Linked DNA regions of Mus musculus: regions 1, 3, 4, 5 and 6 are each linked to region 2. Evidence: chromatin contacts called from public Hi-C, HiCAR-type, HiChIP or PLAC-seq, Micro-C and promoter capture Hi-C data. All regions are on one chromosome and are shown on one strand. Each heading gives the region's core, a stretch centred on a gene start, on an enhancer-like site or on the middle of the called end of the contact. The rest is flanking DNA. Distances are from core to core; before and after follow the strand shown.

Region 1 (4,677 bases), core at 1,791-4,290, 1.7 Mb after region 2:
ACCAGCCTTCCTGCCTAAGCACTGCCTCAGAGAGGCCGGCCAATGCCGCATAGCTGTGAACTGCACCCTCATGGTGGTGAATGGTTTCCTTCTGCCTTCTTTCTCTAGTTCTTGTAATTCTGAAAGTTAGTTAGGCTCAGGGTACACATTTTGGGAAAGATCAATTAATGAGTGGTCCCATGTTTCATCCTGTGCCATGGAAGGAAATCCTCAGGGTCTCACAGTGCTAAGATTCATGAAAAACGTTAAAGGTTGTCGGGCGTGGTGGTGCACGCCTTTAATCCCAGCACTCGGGAGGCAGAGGCAGGCGGATTTCTGAGTTCGAGCCCAGCCTGGTCTACAGAGTGAGTTCCAGGACAGCCAGGGCTACTTAGAGAAACCCTGTCTCAAAAAAAACCAAACAAACAAACAAACAAAAAAAAAAACCAAAAAACCAAAAAAATGTTAAAGGTTACAAAGCAATATTGAAAAAGGACTCTGTCCTGGGAGTTAGAAGGAAACTAGCAAGAGGGGGAAAATAGTTGAAAAACACTTTTTAAACCAGGAAGTAATGAGGTGGACATGGGGGCATAAGCCTTAAACTGCAGCGTCAGGTCTGAAACTTGAGACTTCCTGTCTCTGTCTGTGAAGTGCAGTGATTTCAGGTGTGTGCCACCACATCTGTCACCCATTCCACCATCCTCAAATGTTCTTCTGAACATAAGTTCTCATGAGAAGAGGACACATGAGCAGGTCTGTTTATTGTGTTTTCTTGGTAGGGATGCTGATTCTGGCTGGCTGGCCTCAGGTACATTCCCTGCCTTCCCTACTCAAGGGAAGGAGGGCGTGGCTCTTACATGTTCCCTTTTCTGTCCCCATCTTGAAATACTGGGAAAACTGACAGGAAGGAAGGCCAGAGCCATGATATCCCCTCCACCCCTTCCAATCCATTAGGTTTCTAGAATTGAATAATATTTTGGTTTCATTTTGATCCATATTTTAATTTATGAAAAGCAATACTGGTCTTTGATACCAAATTTCTTTTAAAGTAAAACTTGATCATTTCTTTCAGGCAGTGCACAAATTAGGCAAAAATTGTAGATGGTCCATGGATAACTAAAAGGTTAAGAACTGAGCTGAGGCTGGTGAGATGGCTCAGCGGTTAAGAGCATCGACTGCTCTTGCTAAGGTCCTGAGTTCAAGTCCCAGCAACCACATGGTGGCTCACAACCATCTGTAATGAGATCTGACGCCCTCTTCTGGAGTGTCTGAAGACAGCTACAGTGTACTTACATATAATAAATAAACAAATATTTAAAAAAAAAAAAAGAACTGAGCTGAGTGGTGATGGAGCACACCATTAATCCCAGCATTTGGAAGGTCGAGGCCAGCCTGGTCTACAGAGAGAGTTCCATGACAGCCAGGGCTACACTGAGAAACCCTATCGCAAAAAACAAAAGAAACAATAAATAAGAAAGAAATGAGTGTAAGTAAGTCAGAGTTTTGAAGCTGGACAATGGCGTTGCACACCTTTAGTCCCAGCACTAAAAAGGCAGAGACAGATATCTATGAGTTCAAAACCAGCCTGGGCCTGGTTCACTGAGCAAGTTCCAGGACAGCCAGGGCCACACAGAGAAACCCTGTCTTAGAAAAACAATAACATGCACAGAGTTTTGCAATCCAGTCAGTGGCAGTGGGACTGGGTTCAGTCTGTGATGACTTACTAAGAAGGTGGCATAAGGTCAGTAAGATGGCTCAGTGGCTAAAGGCGCTTGGTGCCAGATGTGACAACATGACTTCAATCCCAGGACCCTCAAGCTGGAAGGAAATAACCATTTACATGTGGCCCTTTGATCTCCGTATGGATGTATCTGTTTGGTGCAGCATGCACACATGCATAAACACATACACCAAAATAAGATAACAGAAATATGACGCAGTGCATGAGGGCTCAGTGGTAGAGCATTTGCCAGGCATACATAAGACATTAAACAAAACTTGTAGCACTGCTTAATAAACAACCTCTCTGGTCCCCATCGCCACCACAAGACTACCAAGAAAGTATTAATATAAAGTAGGGTGGTGTATATCTCTGATATCAACCAGCACTTGGGAAGCAGAGGCAGGTCTATCTCGTTTTTTGGCCAGCCTGGTGAGGTCCAGACCAGCCAAAGTTACATACTGAGATACTGTCTCTAAAACAAAAATATGTATCAGATAATGTACAAGAATTTTTATTAGTTCTGTTATATTGGTGGCATTTTGGCATTAATTGAAAAGATAATACGATTACTTGTTATGTTGATTACACAATTAAGTCTTCAAGGGTGAAGGTATACTGATATTCATATATTTATATAATTTACTATATGATGTAAGCAAATATGGAAAAACACTTAGCGGTCACTCCTAGGTGCGATGGACTGCACGCCTGTACCTTTGGGAACCCACATACTGAAACTATAGGATAGCAGTAGCAAGTCGGGAATGAAGCATTTATGTCATGGAGAGTTCTTCTCTCCATGAAAAAACTCGGCGACAATCTTGCCGGTGGGTACAACTATTACCTCTACTTTACCAGTAGTGGCCAAGCCCATGTCACTATTAAGCGGAGCAACTTGAGTTCCTCGTCTTGACCGACCGACCCCACCAGGGAAGTCTAAATGTAAAACCTCAGTGCTCAGCCTAGCGATTGTAAGCGATCAGTGAGTGCTTGTCTGCGACCACTTCTCGTGGAGCTGGAGGGCTTCGCGCCGAGCTGGGGAAGACTGCGCCGGAGAGGGCTCCAAGCCGAGGGAGGGGTCGCGGCCAGCCTGAGTCACTTACCTCGTCGCGGCATTGCTTTTGGCACATCTGGCAGTACCAGCGAAGCTTCTGGAGCCCTTTGGACTTAATTCTATTGGCGATGGCCTTGGGGCTCAGAAAATCCGACTTGCCCATGGCGACCCTGAGCGCTACAACTACAAAGCGGTCGGAAGCGGAACTGGCTCAGCGCGGGGACAGGCGGGACCGAAATTGACAGCAGGAAATGGGTGGGGCCAGGGAACTCGCGGCTTCGGCGCTCACGAGATTTAGCGAGACCGAGGACGCAGGCGGAGCGGGCCGGGGCGCCTGAGCTCCCGCGCACGCGCACTGAGTCCCGTCTGCCCGACCTTCAAGGCTCCACCATGTTCTCGCGGGCGAGCGTTGTCGGGCTGTCGGCCTGCGCCGTGCAGCCGCAATGGTAGGACCACATCGGGAGGGATGCGGGGGCTCGGGCTTGCTGCGAGGCAGGAGGGATGGAGCTGCATGCTCACTCCTGGCGGAAGAAGGCCCCAGCTCAGGCCGCGGGGATGTCTGCAGAGCTGGAAGGTTGCGTGCCGGACCCCTGGTAGGGGTCAAAGAGAACAAGGTCACGGTCTGATCCCCTGAGACTGGAACGGCCATCCGGGACCTCGGGACCCGGACGGGATTCGGGTTGAGCTTTGGAGCCATCTGGGTTTCGATCAACTCCGTACTTCCGCTCCGTACCCGGGAGCACAGCTTGCAAAGTCTTTAGAAAGGCCCTGAAGGTGAAGGGGCGACCGGGGAACGTTTGGTTGTAACTTTTGGCTTTGAAGCCCTGTGAAACACTGCACGGGGGAGCAGCGTGACCCTTTAAGGTGTGATGGCTTGCTTGAGCTCTTTGGTAAGGCATTCACTGTGTAGCCATCCGACTCTTTGCTGGGTACTGGAGAAACGAAGGAACTCAAAATCAGCCCCCGCCTGAACCTGCTGGTCGCCTTGGTGCTAAAGGGGTTTAAAAAAATCTGCCGATGAGGAAGAGAAAGACATTGCCATTGTCATCATGCCCTCGTGTTGAAGTACAATCTCTGCAAGGTCATAAAACTGTCCCAAGGTCCCTCGGTAGGAGGAGGAGGCCTTAATACAGTTACATTTGTTAGCCTCCATTTGATAAAGGGATACCATAAGGTTGGGCGACTTTAAATACTAATCCTCTGTGCAAAATAAAATAGTTGTATATTAGAATGCCCAGGGAAGGTCAGGTAAAACGTGACTTATGGGTGACGTTGTATAATAACATGAACTACTTTGAAGCTAGACTGCTAGAAGAACTGGTGCTAAGGAGATTGTTAACTGTGGACAGTGTTTTAGTGGTTCCTTGTTTTTATGGTACAGAGGATTATTAAGGCGCTCCAGCACTGAACTAGGGTTTTGTAACCTAGGTTAGAGAACTGCCAAGAACTAGTTGAAATAGTTCTTTCATTAAGCAAAGAATTTGTAGCAATATGCTAAGACTCCAAAGTAGTGAGGCAATTAAATACGATAGATATGAACTATGTATTGGAAGAATGTTGGTGGTGCACACCTTTGATCTCAGCAACTCAGGATGCAGAGGCAGGTGGGTGTCTGAGTTCTGGGCCAGCCTAGTCTGCAAAAGGAGTTCCAGAGAATGTGTGTGTGTGTGTGTGTGTGTGTGTGTGTGTGTGTTCGTTCAGATGTTGTTAGATTAACCTTGGAAGTCAGCTTGAGTTACTTATATGGAGGTCAATAACAGTTGCATTCTCAGTTGTGTCTCCTTCAGCCAGTAGATATTTGTGGAGTGCCTGCCCTGCACCAGTTGGCACTTCTTAGGTGATAAGATGTGAAGGGTCTTTGTTGGCATCCAGTGGTCCTCAGCAAACATCAGCTGTCTCCCGTGTTTGTGTATACAATGTG
Region 2 (4,506 bases), core at 1,078-3,577:
CTTGCAGGGGGTACCTGCAGTGTGTAAAGGGGTTCTTCTAATGTTGCTCTCTGTTTTCCAAGCATCAGGGCAGACAGTGAGCAAGTACCGGAGGATCACAGGGTGGCCTTCTCTACTGGCAATGTGGAAACTGTTCCAGCCATCCTTGTTCTTCAGGAGTGGATTGGCACCGTGTTCTACAAGGTCCTGGATCACATCAAGGTTCTTCCTTGTGCACGCCATCATCAGAGGAGTCCTAAGGTCAACCAAGATGGAAGGGAGCTGAGGCACTTGGAAGAAGCCAAACCTTCACATTACCTATGTCTTTGGTACAGATGGAAAACCTAGAGGAGTCTGGTGGGGGGCGTGGCAGGAAAACACCTTAGACTGTCAGCCTCTGACTTCTTTGAGGACCGTGGAGAAATAACAAGGGGAAACTGATATATTTTCCAGCCCCTATGTTTTGACAGAGCTTGAAATAACTTGAAGGCGGGCATTTCATTAAGTTATGAGCCTAAAGAAGTTCACAGGGTCTTAGGAATTAGACATGAAACTAAAAAAGATGCCAATCTAGGAAGAAATGAAATTGTTTTCAGTGGTGGGAGAGTATCACCAACATCCCTGCTGGTGGCTCTGTAAGGCTAGAGGTGACAAAACTGCCTAAGAACTCAATATTCGGTGCATGGCGAACTGAATTTCATCAACTCTACTTATCCACTGTGGCCATGCAAATTAAACTATGTAATCGTGAACAGGAATTTTAGCAAGATGTCTCCAGAAAAACGCATCTTGGGCACACGAGTAGTACAATTCAACCGTTTCACTCCACTTGATTACATTTCCATACTCTTTCGACGGGAAACGATTGCCCTAACTAAAGAACCAAACCCACACGAAAGGGAGGTCGGGGAGAAGATTAGAAGCTGAGAAAAGTTATAAATCTAACGAACACACTGAAAAATACATGAAAATCTGCGATTCTTCAGGGAGTGTCGATATAGCTTTTCTGGACCGTGGGTTGGGCACCTACCAGTCCGCCTTCTTCAAGGAGTCCACGACTGCACCTCGGCCCAGGAGGTAGCGCACGCAGTCCCGGTGGCCCATAGAGGCAGCTTCGTGCAGAGGCCGCTTGTAGTCTCGGTTGGTAGCCTCGATGTCCATACTCCAAGCCTCCACTAGGTACGCTAGGATATCCTGGCGTCCGTGGCGTGCTGCACAGTGGAGAAGGGTGTCTCCGGCTGGCCCCCGGCAACCTCTAGCTACCGCCAGTTCCTCCTGAAGGTCACGCAGTCGGCCCTCTTGCACCAGCCTGCAGAGGCGCCGCGGATCCCCAGGCAGAGCCATCGCCCTGGACCAGGATGGACAAAAGTAGGAGGAAGACCCAGGTTCAGTCTTAGAGCAGATCTGTGCTATGATAGGTTGGGAGGTGAGAGAAGGCTGGCGCTTCCGCTTCCGCTTCCTCCACGTGACCCTTTTCCCCGACTCTCGGCACCGCCCCCTGCCCGCCCCCAGCCAGATTCTCTCCGCTAGCGTCTTTAATGCTTCTTGCCCTGGTTTGGAAGTCACAGTCTCCAAATGTAGAATGGTGTCCCCTCAGGCGACAACATGCACACTCGTAGGTCATTCTGGTTACCGCGCATCACACACGCGTACTCGTCAGGGTGGGGCCTCGGGCTCCCAGGGCTTGGGGTAAGGCTGTGTGCACCTGACATCCTGGAGCTGTCCCTTGCACCCGAGTGAACTGGGAACGGAAGACCTATCAGAATGGAGGGTGCCAGTGTACCGCGAAGTCCTGCACGCGGGACTTCTGGCCTCGCATCCCAGATGTGGTCTGCTCTCCACCGGACAGCTTCTGGGAATGTTTGCTGGGCTGCTCCGGTGGTAGCTGCACAGGCAGTCGAGAGCACGCTGCCCACCACCCTGGAACCTAGCTGGCCCACCCCTGGCCTGAGGATGTCTGCCGGACTGACAGCCGCATCCTTCGGCTGACCAGGCTCACAACAGCAAGGGTTTCTGGGGCCTCTCAGAGCTGGAACGGTGTCCTTGTGCTCCGCCCGATCCTCACCCAATCCGCAGCCGACCCCAGCCCCCTCCCCGCCCGCTGCTGTCTCCTGGGCCCCCGCGGGGACCCAGGGAGCTCTAAGGAACTCTGGGAAAGTTTCCTTCGCCTCCTCCGCGGTGGCGAAAGCACAGACGGGGCGTGGCTCTCAAGACACTGAGCCACGCCCCCTCCCGCTTCGCGTACGGATTGGTTCCAGAGTCTGTCCGTCCGCGTGACCCTTCCAGTTCGGAGTGCTTCGATTGGTTCACGGGCCTGTCCGTCGTCTCCGGTGGGAGGGTGCGTCTTGGCAGCGAAGAGGCGGAGCTCGCGGAGGAAGTCTGCAGTCGTCTGTGCTCGCTGTCTGGGCCGAAGGAGGGGCTTGCTGGTCGGGGAAAGGCTGAATGTCCGGCGGCATCGCCTGGGTGGTGTCGCCGCCGGGGTCCTGGGCCGGGCCGCCATAGTGCGTGAGACCGTGGACTTGGCGTGGGGTGCGAGCCGGGAAAACTTCCTATTGTGGGGTCTCCCGCGCAGGGGTCTTGGCCTCGGGGGTGGGGCCCTAGCTGAGGGTGGGCGTAGGAGCTGGCCGCGCCCGCGGTGGTCAGGAGTGGGCCTGCAGAAGGAGGTCGGATGCTCTCTGCAGACCCGCATCCCTTGGCCGCTCCCTGAGGCTCCGGAAGGGGCAGCACCTGAGAAGACAGATCCTCTGCCGCTGGCAAGCCTGGCTTGTCTCCACTGTAATGTTTTTGACCTTGGGCGAGTCATTGTATGCAGCTCCTGACGTTGGTGTTCGCCTTGGTAGTCTCCCACCCCCTCACCTGAACAGGTGATGGTGGTTAAGGGGACGCGAGAAGGCCTGGGGGGCTTTTGGAGGGTTCTTTGAGACCCGAGCCCGCTTTGTTGGCTTCCTTTCGAGGAACTAGACATTTAACCTAATGGTGTTTCCGTTTGGGAAGTAAAATGGAAGTCGCTCCTGCCAGGTTTAAAACAATTTCTTTGCATTTGGCAGTACATTCTGGTTCACTAAGCGCCTGACATTGTCTATTCCATAAACAGCCCATAGGTAGCATTCAGGTTTTAGAGACGAGGAAGGACGTCAAGGCCAAATGAAGTTAGTGATTTTTGCCACGTATTGGAAAGTTGAGGCATCTGATAGTTTCAAACTTTTTGCTACTTTGCATGGTTTTAAATCTCAACGTTTGGGAGACTGAAGCAAGAGGACCTTGAGTTCGAGGTTCGAGGCTAGTCTGGGCTGCCTACTCCTTCCTTACAAATGATTTCACGTGGTCTTGCCTTATCTCTCTTAAGTTTCTGGTCCTTTAAACAAAACCGAGAATCCTGGTTTATAAAAAGATGAAATTGGTTATTTAATTGGTATTCTAAATTAGATTCTGCCTCTCCTCTGCTCTATGAATTTCCTTTGCTCTGTGTTTTCCTTTGGGAAACTAGATATTTTTGGTGAATCTGCCTCCATAGCCCTGGTGATTTTTCTGGAGAGCGGTGGGTATTTATGCTTTAAGTTTATGAGTAGGGCTAGTACTTCTCTCTCTGTCTGGTTGAGCTGCCCATTTCTTCAGTGAAGGTCTTTGGAGGCCTTCAATTCCCTTGTAACTAACTGTCAATGGAATTGGGATATTCGATCTGACTTTTGCTGTGTTTCATGGATCTTTGGTACTTAGATGTCGTTGAGGGATCAAGGGATCAGTCCTTTAACATGTTTCCTGGTTTATGAATACATAAAAGTATTTGAATTCTAATTTCAAATGTGTTACTGTCGCATACACACACACACACACACACACACACGCCCATCTTATATTTCTCTGTTCCCCCAGGCTGACTTTAGTTTAGAAAAATTTAGATTTTTTCTTTGCTGTTCTGGTTTTGACAAAACTTGTAGAAATTATCACCAAAGCCAGCTCTTACATTGTCAATAGTTATTCGCATGCTCTTTGAAGACTTTTGATGTTTCATAGAACTCGAGGGAGCTTTAACTGGGTGTTCTACAGAACCTCTTAAAATAATCTGGACATGATGGCACACAGTTGATCAGCCTAGCATTTAGTTGGCCTAAGACCCTACTTCAGCAAAACAAAGCAGACCAACCACCAATCAAAACAACAACCAAACCACAAGAAGAAACCCTGAAAATTATTTTTAAAATGGAAACTTTAGGCCTTTCAGTGTATGAAAAATTATTAGAGCAGCCATTTCTTCCTTTGCTTTTTAACATAGCTAAAATCAGCTCCCTTAATGTTACACAAGCAGAGTCAGTTGTCCTCCATTTTCCTCTTGGTCTTCACACCTTGTTGATACTCACCTGTCCTTGCTACCCAACTTCTGTTCTCCGGCCTTCTCCAACTCTTGCCCAGCTGGTACCATGACTTTCTGACTTATTTTGCTGACAATCTCCATGCCTAGCTACCCTTGGCTGTGTAATGGCCTTGCTTTTAAAAACAGCACGTTACTCTGAATTGCCTATGCAATGA
Region 3 (4,384 bases), core at 1,711-4,210, 1.8 Mb before region 2:
AAAATCACAGTGATGAAGTAGCAAGAAACTAATTTTATGGTTGGGGGTAACTACAACATGAGATACTGTATTACAGCGTCCCAGCATTAGGAAGGTAGAGGACCACTGTTCTAGATTTATTTAATATATTGATTGTTGAGTATATATACAAATATCTGAGACTGTGTAGTTTCCTATTTATAGTTTTACATTTTACTATGAATATATATTGATAATATTAATATTGCATAATTAGTGCTAGAAAAACTTTTCATTAAATATATTAGTGTGTATGTAGTTTCTATAAGCTGGGTTGGCTAAATATTCTATTTTCCTAAGACATTTAAAAAGCTTTCTGTCAGATTTTGCTGAAGGGACCCTGTTATAGCTGTCTTGAATGAGGCTATGCCAGTGCCTGGCAAATACAGAAGTGGATGATAACAGTCATCTATAAGATGGAACACAGCGTCCCCAATGGAGAAGCTAGAGAAAGCACCCAAGGAGCTGAAGGGGTCTGCAACCCTATAGGTGGAACAATAACATGAACTAAACAGTACCCCCAGAGCTTGTATCTCTAGCTGCATATGTAGCAGAAGATGGCCTAGTCGGCCATCACTGGGAAGAGAGGCCCCTTGGTATTGCAAACTTTATATGCCCCAGTACAGGGAAATGCCAGGGCCAAGAATCAGGAGTGGGTGGGTAGGGGAGCAGGGCGGAGGGAGGGTATAGGGAACTTTTGGGATAGCATTTGAAATGTATAGAAAATATCTAATAATATATATATATAAAGTTTTCTGTCTAGACGTTTCAGTTCGAATGTGGGGCTAAATCAGAGACTACTCTATCAAATACTAACCCAAGGATGGTTTGTTGGGACTGCGAAACACTCAGTAACCATTTCTTCCCTCTTCCTCTTCATGACGAGGAAAACAGGTTATCTCAAAGTCACACAACCAGTTACTAAAGGCTAAATTCTAGTTTTGAACCGTCCTTCTACCATACAACATCCTTTCTTACCAAAATAAGTGACTAACGAGTGCAGAAAACATAAAGGACAATGTATATTGGCCTTTAAAAAATTGGGCCTTAAGTCCAATTGATATTGGTTGGCTATTTTCACAGGGTTTAGGCCACCATTGTACTAACATAACTTTCAGAGAGAACAGCAGTGTATATCAAAGGGTCTGTGACTAGGATGGTGTTTACATTTCTCCTTTGGTAGCTAGCATGCAGAGTAACTTCCTAGACCAAAGAGGTTAGCATGCTGAGGCTTTATGTAGGAACCAACTTAACTTCTTCATGTTCAATGAGTTGTGCAGGTATTGTCTTCAGCAATTCGGACTTGCTGTTGGTTTGTGGAGAGCAACTTATAGTTTTAGCAACAGCTTGGGTTGTTTGAGAGTTTGAGAGTCAGTGACTTGTTCAGTCATCCTCAGAGAAAGCTTTCACCTGTAGCAGATGGGAATAAAAACAGCGACACAGAGCCAGACATTCTGTAGAGAGCACTGGAATGCTCAGTCATAAATGGTATGTCTCCATCAAATCCCTTCCCTAAGGGCTCAGGGAACCCCATGGAGGAGGAGATGGGAAGAGTGTAAGAGCCAGAGGGAATGGAGGACAACCAAGAAACGAAGGCCCTTTAAATCAATGTGATCAACACATATTGAACTCAAAAAGACTGAGGCAGCATGCACAGGCCTGCACCGTGTGGGGCCCTAGAGCTGCAAGGAGAACTGGGCACATCCCATCCCTAATTCAGAACAATATCTGGTTGATAACCTCCTGCAAATGAAGATTTGTTTTCCTCCAAGGGAATCTCACTGGGGAAACAAACTACTCTTAAGAGTAGGCCGTGGGCCCAGCAGTTGATGGCCAACAGGAAATGAACTCAATAGCATCATTGGAGAGTCTTTGTCTTATAATGTTGTGCCAGGGCTCCTCCTCCTTCAATTTTTAACTTATGTTTTATTTTATTTTATTTTATTTTATTTTATTTTATTTTATTTTATTTATATATTTTCTTCTCTCTTTTTACCCTACTGCTCTTTGCATTTATTATTATGGTTTCCAGTTAAGTGTTTTTATGAGTGTGCAAATGGGTTTTCCATTTCTTGGGCCTTTTCTTGTCTCCCGTCGCCCCCCCCCGCCCCCCCCCCCCCGTTTGCTTTGCTCAATACCGATGTGTTAGTTTTTGTTGTCTTGTTTTATTTCATTGTTATAGAAGCCCATTTGTTTTCTAATGAGAGACAGAAACTGGGTGGATCTTGATGGGGTGGGGAGGAGCTAGGGGTACTTCAGTAAAGGAGGAGGAATTGCAATCAGGATATATTATGTGAAGAAGAAAATCTGTTTTCAATAAAAAGAAACAGCATGTGTCGGGGTAAATAGGATGAGTCCTATTTTCATTTATAGCAGGCATCCTCCCTATTATGAATGGGCTCAGAGGGATCGGCTTTAAGTACTTGTAATTCTGGAGCTTTCTTTAGGAAAGAGCCTGGTAGGACTTAACTTCTTACTCTCGCACAGGCACACCAGAGAGCATATAGATATGTGCCCAAGATTCCTCAAAGAATTGCTTGATCAGGTCAGACTTTAAAAGAACAAAAGGAACCTGCAGTTAAAAACAAACAAACAAAAAAACCAAAACCAAACAAACAAAAAGACTGTGTTCTAATCAGTAATTTACTTCAAAGCCAAGGGTGGTTTCAGCTCTCTACTCAAGGCCTCAGAAAACACAAAACAAGGAGGAAAAAGCACAAATCAGGCTAAGGAGCGGCAGTCTCTCACTTGGGAGGCCTTATTAATAGTTTGTCTGTCCTTTGTCCCCTTCCTAGCCCTGCTAGCCCCCGGGCTCCAAACTGTGATCTTAATCTGCAGCTAGAGGAACAGGGGGTTGGGGGAACTGAAAAGCCGCGGAACCAGAAGCGAAGGGAACGGAGCGGACATGGGGGAGTAAGAGACGCAGAGAACCGGTAGGCCTAGTTTCCAGGCCGCGGTCGCGGTTGCGAGAGGATGGAACCTCTGCGTGTCCTGGAGCTGTACAGTGGCATTGGTGGCATGCACCACGCGCTGCGAGGTGAGCGGACAGACAGCTTCTCTTGGATTCACTTGGGGCCGCAGGTTCCGGCTCTCGCGCCGCGGAGGGGCGGGGCGGCGGGGCGGTGGGGCGGGACCTGGTGCGGTCGACCTCGGTTGCCCTGGAAACCACTTTAGTGAGCCTCCCTGGTCCGCCCCTCCAGGCTGAGACTCCCCTACTCTGGCCCCAATCCTTGGAGCCTAAGCAGGCCGGCTCCCCATGGTACTGTTTGTGAGGCTGCATTCGTGTGCAGCCAAATGAACCTAAGTTGCTTCAGACAAAGTTAAGGCAAGGGCGAGCCCTTTGCCCAAAGCCAAGATCCAAATTCTAGACTGGCTGTCACTGGGCTTGGAGGAAGTCACGAAAGCGGGCGGGGGTGGGTTGGAGCAGGGGGATAACTGCAGTTCAAGATAGAAATGTACAAGTATTAGTGTGAAGGGGGAGAATTAAAAACAGTAATGTGCTTGACACACTGTAGCAGCTTAGAAATTAGTTTGCTGTCACTTAGGTTTGGAAGCTTCGTAATTTCTTTGGTCTCTACCCACTTTTGTGATAACTCAGAAATATTTACTTGGTGAACTCCATTGACCAGTACTGTATTTTAGGCACTTGGGATATGAAGTGACAGTGGGTGTGCGGGCGCGTGTTTGTGTGTGTGTGTGTGTGTCTGTGCACATGTGCAAGCACGTCTGTCCTGAAGTTGCTAAGACTAAGACAAATGCAAAAAGGAAACTTTGCTTCTCTTTTTATTAACTAGAGTAACAAGAAGCTAAGTGGAGCAAGATTTTTGTATTCCTTCACTCTTGAAAGTCCCTAAGTTCTAGCCTTTACTTTTACTTTTGCTTCTGTTGCCTCTCAGAGATTGCAAATTCAAACTTTTCTACGATAGCTTTTTTTTTTTTTTTAACCTGCCTTATGTTAGTTAATATATGACCTGTTAAGAAATACTTTCCCTGTTATCCAAAGTAACTTTCTGGTTACCGAAAGCTCCCTACATCTTCGGTTTGAGGTTTGCTTATAGAAGAGGTCTTAATCATATTAATTAATAACAATTAATATTTAATTATTAATCTTTTTTAGTGTTTGTATGTTAGATAAACTTTGGTTTTAAATTTATCTGTAAGGAAGTAGTACATCCTGGTGTTTTTCTTTATTTATGCAGCTAATAAAGATTAATAACAGTGACAGCTGGCTTTACCTTTTATTAAGGGCATCTACATGTCAGGACCTGTTCTGAGTCTGTAATAAGCTAGCTTGGTGGTAGAGCCAGAAGCCTAACCTAGATCTGTCTAGCAGATCTCTTAGCCACACTTCGTTACTACCATTGGT
Region 4 (4,430 bases), core at 393-2,892, 1.1 Mb before region 2:
CATGCTAGGCCAGTACAGCACAGGGTCTTACTCTGTAGCCCAATCTGGCTTGGGACTTGAAATTCTCCCTCCTTAGCCTCCTGAGTAGCTGGCATTGGTGTACCAAGCCAGAGATGATTCTTATATTGTAGCCCAATTCATGATATATACATTGGAGGGAGGACCTGCCAATAATATTCAAGGTGGAGATAGTCTAAGAGATAAGAGGACAGGCTTTGGAGTCAGGAAAAACAAAACAAAACAAAACAAAAACCACTCCTCCTAACACCTTCCAGCTGTATTGCTTGAACATTCTGTATAGGATTTTGCTCATCCATACCATGAAGCTATCTGGCAAGGCTGTGTAATTAATTAGACTTTAGAGTTTAGGTAAATTTCAAAAAATAAGTACTTGGACATCCCTAGGATTCAGGAACCAGGAACAGAAATAAAATCTGTTTCCTCTTTGACTCCAAAACTACATATACTATGTTTCAGTTACTTTGATAATTTTAAAGTAACATCCAGCCTCCATAAATAAAATCATAATTTCATAAAGACACACTAGCAGAATCTGGTGTTCAAATTATCCTTTTGAAAATTGTCATCTGACTGATTGATAGTCAGAAATAGTCTGATCTTTTTCTTTTCGGTGCGCACTGCGATTCTCTCTCTTTCTCTCTCTCTTTCCCCCTCTCCCTCCTTGTCTCCTCTCTTCTTCCCTTTCCTTTTTCTTTTCTTTCTTTTTTTTTTTTTTTTGGCGTGAATTCATTATTTATAGAATGGCACCAGGCCTCAAGGATACTGTTGGACATCCATCCATCCCTTCTGTCTATGTAAACTAAAATGGAATGGTCCAAGTGGTTGTCTAGTCCCCGGGACCACTCATTCTTTCTTTGTCGCAACGAAAGCAGTATCCTTGAGTACAAAAAGTAAACGCTTGTTAGTCACTCCATGTCGGAGGAGATTTGAAGATGTCTGCCCTGGCAGGTATCACTATATCTAAGGCATCTTTACAGCCACCACTCAGAATCAGGGCGTATAAACTTTGCTCAGATATCTAAGGAGTCACATTTAAGTGTTGCAATACAGCTACAAGAAGGTAAACAATCCAGGAGAAAGTGGATTCTGCTGTTGAAGTTTGTTAAAGAAACCGGAGCAGGGAACAGATGCCTCCACCTTCCATTTCAGCCCATGTAGGGAGAGCAAAGCTACTGCAACAGGTCCCTAGAGTTCAGCAGTCAGACAGAACCGAGCAAGTACAGCACGGGACCTGCTCAGGGCCTCGAGCTTTCAAATCAGACTTTGGGAGACCTGAGGTTGGGGGAAGGTCAGCGCCCTCTGAGCCCAAGTCAGTTCTCCAAGGCTCCTGAAGCCAGGCCCCATGGTCTTTGCAACTCCGGGACCTCCAGAGAAAGGTGGCAGGGCCGCTTCCCCTTTCCCAGGGTGCCGCTCCACGTGGCTGCTTGCAGGACAAGCCCTGAGTTCCAGGCCTAAGTCCTCACCTTTCCTACCAGGTCCACAGCTACTTAACCAGCTCCGGGGCTTCCTTCATTCCGCGCTGTGCGCCGCCTTCTCCCCCTGGGAACTTGACTTGAGCTAGGTCGGCTTCCCCTCCCTTTGGGAAGTTGTCTCTCTCTTCCACCCCCACCCCCACCGCATCATCGCCTCACCCTGCCGCCGTCCCCTCCCTCCGATCCTCCCACTTTGCATGTCCACTAGCCTTTTCCCCGCCCACTGACCCTAAGTCACTCCCACTCAGATTTAAAACCACTCCCTGTGAGCCCGCGCCAGCTCTGAAACCCCGCCCATTAGGTTTCTGCTCTGACAGGGAGGATTTTAAGTCCAGGCTGAACTCCCACCAGCTGGAGGCCCTACTCAGGAGCAAGCCTGAAGTTTGCAGCTAAACTGCTCTCAGAGGCTGAGTTAAGAGCCCACCCAGTCTACATCCTAATTATCCCATTTCTCTTTGGCTCAGCTGATGTGAAATCCCCAAGGAGAAAGTAAGCTACTGGATTTTGCCCAGGTCTCAATTACAGACTCCTTGAGTAATTTTTTTTTCCTGTGTCCTCCAAGACAAGCACTGCCAATTTGATGTCATGCTGCGTTTTGTATCCCTATGATTAACACAGGGAATTCTGGCTTTCTCTCTTTTGTTGATTGTTTTGTTTTGGTTTTTTTTTTTCGTTTTCCTGGACCTGCTTGCTGCATTTAAAACTTGAGTGCTGTACTAGACCACATGAAGCAGCCCTACTACTTGGCATCACTGAACCAAGCTCAGTCAATATGCACTAGTCTGCAAATCATGGTCTTAGGAGCCGCTGTCACCATACAAAGTCTTACCTGTCTGCATTGAACTCCCATTTCATTTTAATCTGAAATCCGAGGAAGAGGAAGAACTTAGAGCAGTCATTTCTAAGGAAGACAGGTTTAGAGCTAAGAATCAATGGCTTATGAAGGCAGTTCTGTTACACTTGGAAACCAACCTGTTTCTGCTTAACGTTTAAAAATAGAGTTTTACTTGTTTAAAGGTTGTTACATTGTATTGTGTGTAGGTGAAAACGGTTTTCCTCGGAATTTCTTTCACTATATGGGTTCTGGGATGGAATTCAGATGGGCAAATCACCTTTATCTGCGAAGCCAGTCTGCAGGCAGTTTTTCTCTGATTACAGACAAGGAAACAGACTTAGAGAAGGCTCTTCAAGTTCTAGGCCAGGACTAAACTGCAGTTTAGTTTATATCAACCATGGTACCATATCTTCTTAGGGAGCTTTGATTGGAAGGCAGAAAATACTTTTATTTAAGTCAGAAGGAAAGAAAGAAGGAAAGTTACACAGTTCCCTTCTCTTTCTTTCCTCGATTACTTCTCTTTTTAAGCAATGCTACAGTAGGAGAAGCCCTTGATAAGGGGGTTAGTAAGGGGCAGATATTGAGAAAAATTTAGCTAGGTAAATCCTAGAATAAACATAGGGTCTCAAACTAAGAGAGGGGGAGAATAAATGTGGAAGTTAGGAAGAGCAGAATGCCCTCCCATGAGTAAGTCTTGCCTTTGCGTCCTGGGAGACTTGAATATTGTTCCCATGAGTGGGGCTCACACTGGGATGATATAATGAATAGATGGGTCGAGGGAGGCTTCTGGCGTGATTTCAGGGCTGGCTACCACTGTTCATTGCTCACACGGTAACCATGAAGCCGTATAAAAGTGTGCCTGGCAATGGTTGTTACGGAGAGGCCTAAGAGTCCATTACTTATTATGTTCTGTATTTTAGCAGTCCACTCTCCCAGGGATGAAATTATGCACAAGGTTCATGTTAAAAACGGACTTCAGTTTTTTTCCTTTAGGGAAATGATAAAGTTCTCTACCGCCCACATTAAACCCACCGAGCAGCATTCAGATTTCACATGCGGACTCTTTCTTCTGTGGCATTTTACACCTTAAAAAGATCGCAGGAAAGGAGAATGACCATAAGCTTTCATTATCATTAAGGGAATCATGAAATCGCAAATTAATATGTAAACCATTTATTTATATTTAAACACCCCTCCCCTCAGTAAAGTGCGACCATAGACAACTGTGAAACACTCTAGCATGTTGGGTCTAACTGTATATTGTTGTCTTGATGTATATTGTATGTTATTTGTATGCTGCTGCAAGTTGAATAACGAATAACGTCGAAGTTTAAAAATAAATTAAATAGTGGCTGGAGAGATGCTCATCTCTTACTCTTATAGAGGACCCCAGTTCAGTTTCCAGAACCCAGGCTGGGCATCTCACAGCTTCATGTAACTCCAGTTCCAGAGGCTCCAACATCATTCTCTGACTTCCTTAGGCACCTTTACTGACACGTACAGACCCATACACAGACACACATATATATAAAAATAATAAGATATTTATTTACTGTGATTTCATATATAAGTATTATATTGGCATTATTTCCCCTGTCTTGTTCTCCCTACAACTTCTCCCATGTACTACTCTCATTTCCTTCTCAAATACACGGCTTCTGAATTTTTGATGATTATTTTCATATATCCACATACATTATAAGTATAATCTGCTGAGTTAGCTTAGTTTCACTCATATGTTATATGTTACACTCATATGTTATATGTGTGTAGACCACTTGGGTTGCACCAGTTGTTTGGGAGCTCTTTCCTGGAAAAGATTGGTTCTTCCTCTCTCAATAGTCATTCATTTTAACACTTCATCTATGAGTAAGACCATGTGAGATTTCTCACACTCATGTGGGCATGTCACTTGGTATTGTCATTATTGAGCCTTGTTTAGGCAGCCACGCTGTTGACATTTTATGGGTGGGCACAACTTCCCTGTCACATGTAGAATATGCTATGTCACAGCAGATATCCTGCATCTGTTTAAAAATATAAAATAAAAAAAAAAAAACCAAACCCTTTTGCTGACCTCAGAATCTATTAGCTTTGTATAT
Region 5 (4,353 bases), core at 1,050-3,549, 1.7 Mb after region 2:
AAGTTAATTAAAATATTTCCATATATAGTAAATGTGGCAAAATGTTAATAATCCATGAATCTTGTTTGTTTCAGCTTTTCTGTAGTTTTGAATTTTTTCCACTACACTCAGGCAAATAAAGAGGTAGTAGGGGAAGGGAATCCAAGGTATGAGTTTCAAATTAAGGAAATGTTCAATGTTATGAAACAGTTCTAAAAATGAGCTAGGCACAGTGACACACACCTTTAGTCTCAGAACTTGGGAGGCAGAAGGAGGCAGATATTTGAGTTTGAGGCCTGCCTGCTCTAGAGTTCTAGGACAGCCAGAGCTCCACAGAAACACTGTCTGGAAAAAAACAACAAAAAAATTAAAAATGTTCAATTAAGGCCCGAGACGAGATGAAAAGTATCCTTGTGATTTTGCATCAAACAGGCTCCTGACACTTGGGCACAGAACTCCCAATGGACTGAGTGTCGATGCTTCTCTCCAGACTGCCATTTGTCAAAACTAACATGGTTTCAGATTTATTGGGCTCTCAAGACTTTAAGAAGGGGATTTATTACAATGACTTATAGGCTATGGTCCAGTTAACCCAACAATGGCTGCCTACAAACAAGGTCCAAGAATTCAGAAGTTGTTTAGTCCAAGAGGCTAGATGTCTCAGCTGATCTTCAGTATACTCTGGAATCCCAAAGAAGTAGCCTCTACTTCCCGTGACAGAATGCACTTGTGAGCTGGAGTGAAGGCAAGCAGGCGAAGAGAAAGCAAGCTTCCTTCTTTTATGTGTTTTATATAAGCTGCCAGCAGAAGATGTGGGCCAGATTAAAGATGGATAGTCCCACGTCAAAGACCCAGACTAGAAGTGTGTCTTTCCACTACAAGAGATTTAATTAAGAAAAGAAATCTCTCGCAAGTGTGCCCAGTCATTTGGGGTTTAGTTGATTCCAGATGTACTAAAGTTGACAACTGAGACTAGCCATCACAGCTGCCTAGAAACAATTTATTGGAGAGGGCACATAAACTTATATACTGAATAGTCAATGGTAGATATGGCAGGCACAACTAAGAAATGGAGTAGTTAAATATAGCCGAAGTAGGTTTGGTTTAACTCAGTAGTCACTGGGATTGGTTTGGCTTTAATTTGAAACTTTTTTTCCTGTTCTGTAACTAGCTCTGTAGACCAGGCTGGCCTTGAACTCAGGTATCTGCCTCCCTCTGCCTGCCCAGCACTGGGATTATTAATCAGGGTCTACCAGCAGTTGCCCAAAGTGCCAGTTACTGTGGAGGCTCACTTCAGTCCCAAAAGTCTAAGGGCAGATGTTGCAACATAACAAGATTGAGACTCACGGGGGGGGGGGGGCGGGCGGGGGCGGACGACGGGATGGACGGACGGGACAACCCACTATTTCAACCAAACCTATTTATCATCTCATCACAGTTTCTGTTACCGTCAGGCAAAATGCAACTAGGGCTGGAAGAAGCCCTGGGAAAGGCAAGCAAGCATTCTCTGGACAAAACCAGTCTCAAGGATTTACAGAGTATTCGACCTCTGTAGGGAACTGCATTCTCCACGTCTTGGATAGACTACGTATTGTGACTAGTAAGACGCAAACTAGAACTAGCTATAAACTGCACTAAAATAATATCTTGCTCACTACTGGGGAAGAGGGGGGCAGTTCCCACTAATTGAACACGTAGGCATTTTTCCTTAAAACCAGCCATATTATGAAGAGCATTGAACGACACAATGAACAACATGAGTTTATTAGCTCTGATTGTTTTTTTTAGAGCCGGAGTCTTTTTCGGTTTTTCGGTGACTCTAGTTGGCCTCTAGCTTATGATTGCCTCAGCCTCCTGAGTGAACATCTTGGATTTCACTCAAACCTCCCAAGTGGCCACTATTTCATTCTGAATACTATCTTTCATCTTTTAATTTCGTTTTTACTTTTTTAGATTTAAGTAAAGGAAAACAATCGAATCCGCGTTCTGCGGAGTAGCTTATATTCCCAATTCTCTAGTTTCACACTTGAATCTCTATCAACATTATCGATGTTAAGTCCTTAACATTCCACTGCCTCCCTGGTTTGCCCCTGAACACACCGAGGGTCACCTCTTACTTTTCCATCAGCGGGGAGAGAAAGACACCGGCACCTGTTGTCAGGGAGGCGCAGACTCCACCTGCGCCCAGTCACTCGGCTTCCGGCCGGCGTCCAGGCTCTAGAGTCGATCCCGAGACGATCGCTCTCCTCCCACTGGGCGGAGCCTGGGCCGCCTATCTCTCGGCCTTCTGCTCGTACTGCCTCGCCCCGGCGGCCGTCCAGCGGGAGGCGGAGCGAGTCCAAAATGGCGGCTCTCAGGCTGGCGCGCTCCGTGCTGCTGAGGCTTTGAGGTGGTCGCTCCGGGTCGGAGGGGGGACGATTTCCCCGCCGCGGGGCCCCCAGAGAATGAATCGGGGGCTCTGCTGAGGCGAGGCGGCAGGGCTGGAGAGCAGTGGCAGCGAAGGGCTGCGGTGGCGTCCACGCAGCGGGATGTGCGAGAGTTACTCTAGGTCGTTGTTGAGGGTCTCGGTGGCGCAGATCTGCCAGGCGCTGGGCTGGGACTCGGTGCAGCTCAGCGCCTGCCACCTCCTCACCGACGTCCTGCAGCGCTATCTGCAGCAGCTGGGCCGGGGCTGCCATCGGTACTCTGAACTCTGTGAGTACTGGGGCTGGGTTGCGGGAGGGCTGCCCCAAGCCGGTCACGAGTGACACCTTTGCCCCTCCGGACCCCTTTGGGCATCCCCTGCAGGGGTGGCGTTCCGAAGCCGGCTTCGACATGGGGATCCTCTCAGACTCCGACCGTCTGGGGGGCTTCCACCGTCTCCTGCGAACTCCAGTCATCCCTTAGGTGCCTCTTCCTCATCCGCTAACTTCCCGCCACCGGCAGGGAAGCGGGGTCCCGGCTCGCAGCCACACACCCTCTCACCGATGCTGCTCCTGGACCAGTGCTTCGGTCTCTCTCATTGTCTCGGGTCGGCTGCGGCCAGAGCCACCCCCAGAATGCTCTCCACCTCGCTCACCTTGGTCTTTTGCCTCCCTTGCTCGCAAACTACTACAACTAGTTGTCACAGGCGCTCCGTCTACCGGCCGTTTCTTACAAGGCTGGCCATTCCTGAGCTCCCAAATAGACTCGTTGACAGCTCCGCTCAGTCAGGGTCGCTGCCTTTTTTTTTTTTTTTTCTCCCCTCTCTATCTGTTCGTTTCACAGACTTCGCCTACTACTTTTCAAGGCAGGTTTTGTCGATTTCGCTGAATACCTTTCAATAAGCATCTCAGTTACGCACGGCGTCCTTCCTCTATGCTCTTCTGTTAGTGTTGATCTAAGTGTGATGGGAAGCATCACTCGGTAATTTGGGAGGTTTTCCGGGTACTCAGTGTCGCAGTATGTATTAACTTTTTTTTTTCTGGTTCATGTCTCTTTAATGAGATTAAAGGCTCCTGTGTATGTTTTGGGAGTGAGTAAAGATAGCACAGTCCTCCGTGTTGCCCCTCTTCAGGGCTCCAGCCCTTTCAGGTGTGTTCTAGGAGAGTGGGGACGGTCCCACATGGAGGACTGCAGTTGAAACTAGGGCTGAATCCTGGTGGCCAAGTAATACCCAGTTTCCCTCTTGAAACTACTTATGGGATGTCCCCACAACTAGAAGCCAGCCCCACGGGAGGAACTTGAGACATAGAATCTGGGGACAGTGTATTGACTTTTAAGTGAATGCCCAGTAGTGTCTTTACCCGGTGGTATTTAATGATTTGTAGAAGGTACAGATCATTTTATAGATGTGTGATTTTTACTGATGTATGAGTGTGTGTGTGTGTGGGGGGGGGCGGGGATTATAACGTTCATTTAAATTCCAAGATATGACGTTTAAGGTGGCAAGTTGGATAACTAAATGAAGTGTTTTATAGAGTAATTTGTTCTGCTACAGTGGTTCCTACTTTTAAAGTGAGGGCCTATAGATTCGCCATACCTTCAAGACTCCAAATGCCATTCCTAACAAAATAATGAAACCCCAACAAATCAGATCCTATTTATCTTATTTTGTAATTGTTTGTGTATATGTGTACCCTGACCCAGAAGATAAATTGATTATATTCATATTCTGCGTAAGTACCTAATGTGCTGATTGGAGCACCCTTGATTGTATTTGTATTACTCTAGTACCTACTGTGCTAACTGATTGGAGCATCCTGATTTGTGTCACCCTAGGGTTGTTCCAAATAGGAAACAGTTGGCTAGTAAATTAATGGGTAGTCCACAAAAGACTTAGTGAATGAATTCCTAAAATGCACATCTTTTTGAGTGCTTGATTTAACGTGTGTGGTGGTAGAATGATCGTCTAGC
Region 6 (4,604 bases), core at 1,443-3,942, 1.5 Mb before region 2:
AACACAGTTTATTTTTTCCTTCTCTCCAACAAGGGTAAAACTAATTTCTAGAAAATTCAGAGAGTGGATGGAAATGTGTTGATAAAGGTGTTAGCATTCTATCTAAACTCCACCCCACATTTACCTGGTAACAGCCAAGTATGCTCCTCCCCACAGTTACCTGGTAACATCCAGGTAGGCTTGACCCACTATAAAAGGGGCTGCTTGTCCCCTCCTCCTTCTCTTGTTCTCTTATCTCTTGCTTCTCTCTTGCTCTTCCGTTCCCCATTCCCTTCCATTACCCATCTCTCTGAGTGCTCATGGCCATGGGCCAGCCTCTACTTCTCTTCTCTTTCTCTTCCTCTCTCTCTCTTTCTCTCTCTCTCTCTCTATCTCTCTGCTACTCTCTTAACTCTCCTCCCCATACCTTGAATAAACTCTATTCTATACTATACCCTCGTGTAGCTGGTCCCTTAGGGGAAAAGGATGCCTCTGCATGGGGCCACTGAGACACCCCCTGCCCCCCATGCCTCACCACACCCCCATAGAATATACCCCCTTTTTCTTTATCTTTTTATAAACACATCAAAGGGGACTTGTTTCCCCAGATAATTTCAAGACAGGAGCACAACGGAGATGGGAATTGCTGGTCCAGGAGTTGTTTGTGTGTGTGGCTGCCTGTTGCAGTGAGAGATGGTAAGGCAGGAAGTAGGGGAAGTAGTATAGCTGACACTCATAACTGCCATTCCCCTGCACCAGCAAAGGCAGGTTGGGGATGACTTTCTGCACAGAACTGTACTCTTGTCTCTAAAGAAACGTAACAAATAACTCAGGGAGAAAAGGATGCAGACTTAGACGGAAACAAATCCACTTACAACAGTGAGAGGGGGTCAGGAAACAACACAAATCATGCAGAAAAATCAGCCAAGGTCTTCAGGCTTGAACATGAAATGTTAACTAAGATCAATTACCAAAAAAGACTCTTGCCTGAGGAGCCAACAAAAGTAGACTGTTGAAACAAACTGACTTAGCAAACAGAGGTAAGGTTAAACTTATTGTCTTTAGAGCTGCTGAGAAAAAGAAATATCCATTAGAGGAAGAAGGGAAGGTCATGATGCAAGAGATCTGCTGTGGTCATCATAGCTGCGTGGAGGATGAACTGAACTGGGGTGAGGGAAAGTAATGTGAGGGTGCAAAGAAAGGCGGCAGTCTCCAGGCTAAGGGGGCAGGGTAGGGGTAGAAGACATCAAATCTTCCTGCATTTGACTTTGGGCTTCCAGCCTTCAGAATTATGGCGTTTTGTTACACCAGCCCTAAATGATGCTTTAAACTTATATAGTAAAACTATCTCCATCAGAAACAGCCAGAGAAAAACTATCAGTAACCTTTCAAAAAGCACTAATAAATATTGATGCTTTGGGCTTAGAGGGCTCACAGAAACTGAAACTGCATCCACAGCTTGTATGAGACTGTGCTAGATCAGTGCTCTCAGCAAATGTCTAGCTTAAGAAGTGATGAGGCAAGCCGGGCGTGGTGGCACATGCCTTTAATCCCAGCACTTGGGAGGCAGAAGCAGGCGGATTTCTGAGTTCGAGGCCAGCCTGGTCTACAGAGTGAGTTCCAGGACAGCCAGGACTATACAGAGAAACCCTGTCTCGAAAAACCAAAAAAAAAAAAAAAAAAAAAAGTGATGAGGCCTGGACAATGCAAGTTGCCTGCATTGCAAGTATCATCGTTTCATCTGAAGTGTGTTTAAGGAGAAATTTCTGCTTTCAAATTCAAAGTGCCGAATCTTTTTCTAGTACCTGCTTGGCTCATTGCTTATATATGTGTGTCTAAACTTCTGCACGTCTGTCTGACTGCTTATCTGTCATGTACCTAATGCCAGAGGAATAATTCTGGAATGATTTCCTATTTAATAGTGTGAAATTGTCACTAAGATTAAGTTTTTTACTGGGTCATCAAGATCTAGTCATTAGGAGGTAGAACCCAGAGGGTCAGCAGAAAGTTTATCTATCTATCTATCTATCTATCTATCTATCTATCTATCCATCCATTCTATTTGAAGAAAGTGGGAGAGTTCTAAGAGCCAAGATTTCACGGTTCATGGGTGTAAACACCAACTCAGACTTCTGACATAGTCGTGGTTTACTGTTAGCATCTAACCCTAAGGGAGATAGATTCCAGTTCCCAAGACCAAAAGGAACGGAGCAAAACAGTTAGATACAGAAACCTGTGAGTTACCAGCTGAGGACATAAGTTTCGGGCGGAATCTTTGTCTTCAGAATCTTTACCATAATCCAGACCTCATACCTCCACCAGGTCTGCGACAGCCAGGGGCACACGAGGGACTCACGGTAACAACTCTCCGTGGGAGGGGACCGGCAACGAAAGACGCAGGACAAAAGAGAGTACCTGACTTGTGGATTTCTCAGGACGGAACTCCAAATCCCTCAACACAAGCTGCATTCTAAGAGTCTACCTCGGTACCAGCGACCAGCTTAGAATCCCCTGCTTCCGCCCACAGAACTTTGTCCTTCAGCTAGCTTACTGAGCATGCGCAGAATCTAGATCACATGCACTTGCTGAGTCCAATTCAAGTTCCAAACTCAAGAAGATGGGCGTTCCTCAGCGTAGGGCGGAGTCTCTGAGACTAAAACGTGTACGATTGGTCCGCCTCGGGGTCCACTTTCTTCAGTGGGCAGAGCCTCGCCTGGAGCCACAGCTGGGAAACAGTTCTCCTAATTTGGGAAGTGTCAGGCCGGGAGGGGCGTGGGGTTGGCCGGATTTTGTGTGCGCCTGCGCGATCGCTGGGACAGGGTGTGTTCCTGCTGCGGGATCCTGTTTTCGGCTGATCCAGTTCATCGCTCTCCACCCGAGTTTCCCTTGCAGGTCCCTAATCACACCCACCAGGTGTTGCTCGCTGCGGTGAGTGTGCGGGGTCCAAGTCCTCCATTAAGGACTCCATGGTGATACCCATTCTCCCCTAGGCAGCCCTGGAGAATTCAGCCTGGGCCTCTGCTCCTTTCCTGCCTTAACCTGCCCCACAACCCCCAGGCTCCCATTTTTGCCATCATCCACGTGCTTTGTTGTCCTTTGCTACAGAACATGTCCAAGTCACTGAAGAAGCTGGTGGAGGAGAGCAGGGAGAAGAACCAGCCGGAAGTGGACATGAGTGACAGGGGTATCTCCAGTATGTTGGATGTCAACGGCTTGTGTAAGTTCTCTTGGACAGTTGCTAAGTTTGTAAGTAACTGCTCTCTTGGGAGGCGAGTTTCGGAAGCCTGCCATTCCACCTTTGCTCGTCACTTGGTCACTTGTCAGGAGCTTGCAAACCACAGTTAGTTCTGCTGGGACTGGTGAACCAGATGAGAACGTCACACGAGGTGTGCTGCAGTTCCTTCTCAGCGGGTGAGGGAGCTTCATAGCTTTGAAGTCCATCTTCCATGTAGTGTCCCAAGTAGCCATTTTTGTTTGTAATTTGGAAGTCACGTTTTACTCTATGAATCATGAGCTGGTGGTACTCAAAAATTACATGCATAGTAAGAATTCTTGTGCCAGTAGTATTTTCAACATTTTCCTTCATTACGTATTCCTGGGTCATTCTCCCATTTGTGTTCAGGCATTGCTCAATCTTGTGATCCAAGCTCAGCACCCGTTTAATCAGGGTGTTGCTTTCAGCTGTGAACTTATATGACTCTTACTTTATTGTTTTTTTCTCATCTGTAAAACCAGACAGGGAACTCAGTACAAGTGGGAATGGTCATAAACTCCATTGCCTGTGCCCTTCTCATGGGCATCTCCTCTTCTCCACATGGAGACGGTTATCCCCATGTGTAAATGCTGCATCACTATCGCCAGATTTTGTGTTGAGAATTCTAGTGTCCACTTTTTCATGATCTTTAAATTCTGCAAACTAATTCTGGTCTTTGAAAACACTTTTTAAGTAAGTCACCACGCTTCTGTAGGTTCCTGTGACTTCATTTGGATCCTCTGAGAGCTTAACTGTTGAGAGTGGTACCCCCACATTCCTCAGCGGGACATACAAGGTCTGATTCTGATCATAAACCGATCCCTTCCATGCATTCATTCCAAGCGATGTTGAATAAGCTCCACTGAGTGACCCTGAGCAGCCAGATCTTCCTGACTTGCAAGTCTGTTGTCTCCTTATCTATATGCCTTTCCACCTGACGTCCCTTAACTTAACTGCCAAGAGTCAGCTCAGACATCATAGCCTATGAAAAACGTTCTCTTTCTATCTTCCTGTGTGAACCCACCTTTCTACAAGGCACAGATTGCATAGCCTTTAATTAATTAATTTTTTAAAAAAGATTTATTTATTTCATATGTGAGTACACGGTTGCTCTCCTCAGAGACACCACAAGAGGGCTTCCATTACAGATGGTTGTGAGCCACCATGTGGTTGCTGGGAATTGAACTCAGGACTTCTGGAAGACCAGCCAGTGATCCTAACCGCTGAGCCATTTCTCCAGTCCAATTAATTTATTTTTAATCCAGTAGACTCTCTTCCTCATTCGAATACCAAGAGAATATGCAATGCCATGCTTGTGTTCTTGAGAATAGTGTCTGGAACACAGTCGGCACTCTAAATGTTGATAGGAGTC

Evidence for each region. A called contact is a pair of places that touch in the nucleus more often than the background predicts. HiCAR-type assays count read pairs that join an accessible place to other places. HiChIP or PLAC-seq counts read pairs in DNA pulled down with a chosen protein or histone mark. Capture Hi-C pulls out chosen DNA fragments and counts their contacts.
Region 1: a contact with region 2 is called in a Hi-C map of CD8 T cells, with 5 times the contacts expected there. The contact joins the promoter of Atp5c1 here to the promoter of Fbh1 in region 2. A contact is called at or near these places in 8 of 39 promoter capture datasets (embryonic stem cells, erythroid cells, hippocampal neurons and 3 more), 4 of 484 Hi-C or Micro-C datasets (CD4 T cells and CD8 T cells), 2 of 115 datasets of contacts at active chromatin or transcription factors (astrocytes and microglia) and 1 of 9 other capture datasets (adipose tissue).
Region 3: a HiCAR-type map of astrocytes shows a contact between it and region 2, with 4 times the contacts expected there. The contact joins the promoter of Trdmt1 here to the promoter of Fbh1 in region 2. A contact is called at or near these places in 5 of 39 promoter capture datasets (cranial neural crest, hippocampal neurons, liver and 1 more), 2 of 115 datasets of contacts at active chromatin or transcription factors (astrocytes and large pre-B cells) and 1 of 9 other capture datasets (liver).
Region 4: a Micro-C map of embryonic stem cells shows a contact between it and region 2, with 5 times the contacts expected there. The contact joins the promoter of Pter here to the promoter of Fbh1 in region 2. A contact is called at or near these places in 1 of 484 Hi-C or Micro-C datasets (embryonic stem cells) and 1 of 115 datasets of contacts at active chromatin or transcription factors (astrocytes).
Region 5: an RNA polymerase II HiChIP or PLAC-seq map of embryonic stem cells shows a contact between it and region 2, with 7 read pairs. The contact joins the promoter of Taf3 here to the promoter of Fbh1 in region 2. A contact is called at or near these places in 4 of 39 promoter capture datasets (hippocampal neurons, liver and pre-B cells), 1 of 484 Hi-C or Micro-C datasets (CD4 T cells), 2 of 115 datasets of contacts at active chromatin or transcription factors (astrocytes and embryonic stem cells) and 1 of 9 other capture datasets (adipose tissue).
Region 6: a contact with region 2 is called in a promoter capture Hi-C map of liver, with 6 times the contacts expected there. The contact joins the promoter of Rsu1 here to the promoter of Fbh1 in region 2. A contact is called at or near these places in 8 of 39 promoter capture datasets (the 3T3-L1 cell line, cranial neural crest, hippocampal neurons and 5 more), 3 of 484 Hi-C or Micro-C datasets (CD4 T cells, the N1E-115 cell line and uterus), 3 of 115 datasets of contacts at active chromatin or transcription factors (astrocytes, differentiating embryonic stem cells and stem cell-derived neural progenitor cells) and 2 of 9 other capture datasets (adipose tissue and liver).

The regions. Positions count from the first base shown.
Region 1 is chr2:10,078,873-10,083,549 of GRCm38.p6, reverse strand. Atp5c1 (ATP synthase, H+ transporting, mitochondrial F1 complex, gamma polypeptide 1) reads left to right here and starts at 3,040. Exons shown (of 10, transcript NM_020615.4): 1 at 3,040-3,202. The coding sequence starts at 3,147. Kin (Kin17 DNA and RNA binding protein) reads right to left here and starts at 2,938. Exons shown (of 5, transcript NM_025280.2): 1 at 2,806-2,938. The coding sequence starts at 2,919.
Region 2 is chr2:11,775,406-11,779,911 of GRCm38.p6, reverse strand. Fbh1 (F-box DNA helicase 1) reads left to right here and starts at 2,327. Exons shown (of 21, transcript NM_015792.2): 1 at 2,327-2,480. The coding sequence starts at 2,480. It overlaps Ankrd16 (ankyrin repeat domain 16), which reads right to left and starts at 2,159. Exons shown (of 7, transcript NM_177268.4): 1 at 1,010-2,159; 2 at 15-235. The coding sequence starts at 1,323.
Region 3 is chr2:13,543,240-13,547,623 of GRCm38.p6, reverse strand. Trdmt1 (tRNA aspartic acid methyltransferase 1) reads left to right here and starts at 2,960. Exons shown (of 11, transcript NM_010067.4): 1 at 2,960-3,055. The coding sequence starts at 2,992.
Region 4 is chr2:12,921,253-12,925,682 of GRCm38.p6, reverse strand. Pter (phosphotriesterase related) reads right to left here and starts at 1,642. Exons shown (of 6, transcript NM_001305437.1): 1 at 1,485-1,642.
Region 5 is chr2:10,046,555-10,050,907 of GRCm38.p6, reverse strand. It overlaps Taf3 (TATA-box binding protein associated factor 3), which reads left to right and starts at 2,299. Exons shown (of 7, transcript NM_027748.3): 1 at 2,299-2,673. The coding sequence starts at 2,508.
Region 6 is chr2:13,269,503-13,274,106 of GRCm38.p6, reverse strand. Rsu1 (Ras suppressor protein 1) reads left to right here and starts at 2,692. Exons shown (of 9, transcript NM_009105.4): 1 at 2,692-2,907; 2 at 3,085-3,196. The coding sequence starts at 3,088. Gm13270 (a long non-coding RNA gene) reads right to left here and starts at 2,530. Exons shown (of 3, transcript XR_865976.2): 1 at 2,395-2,530.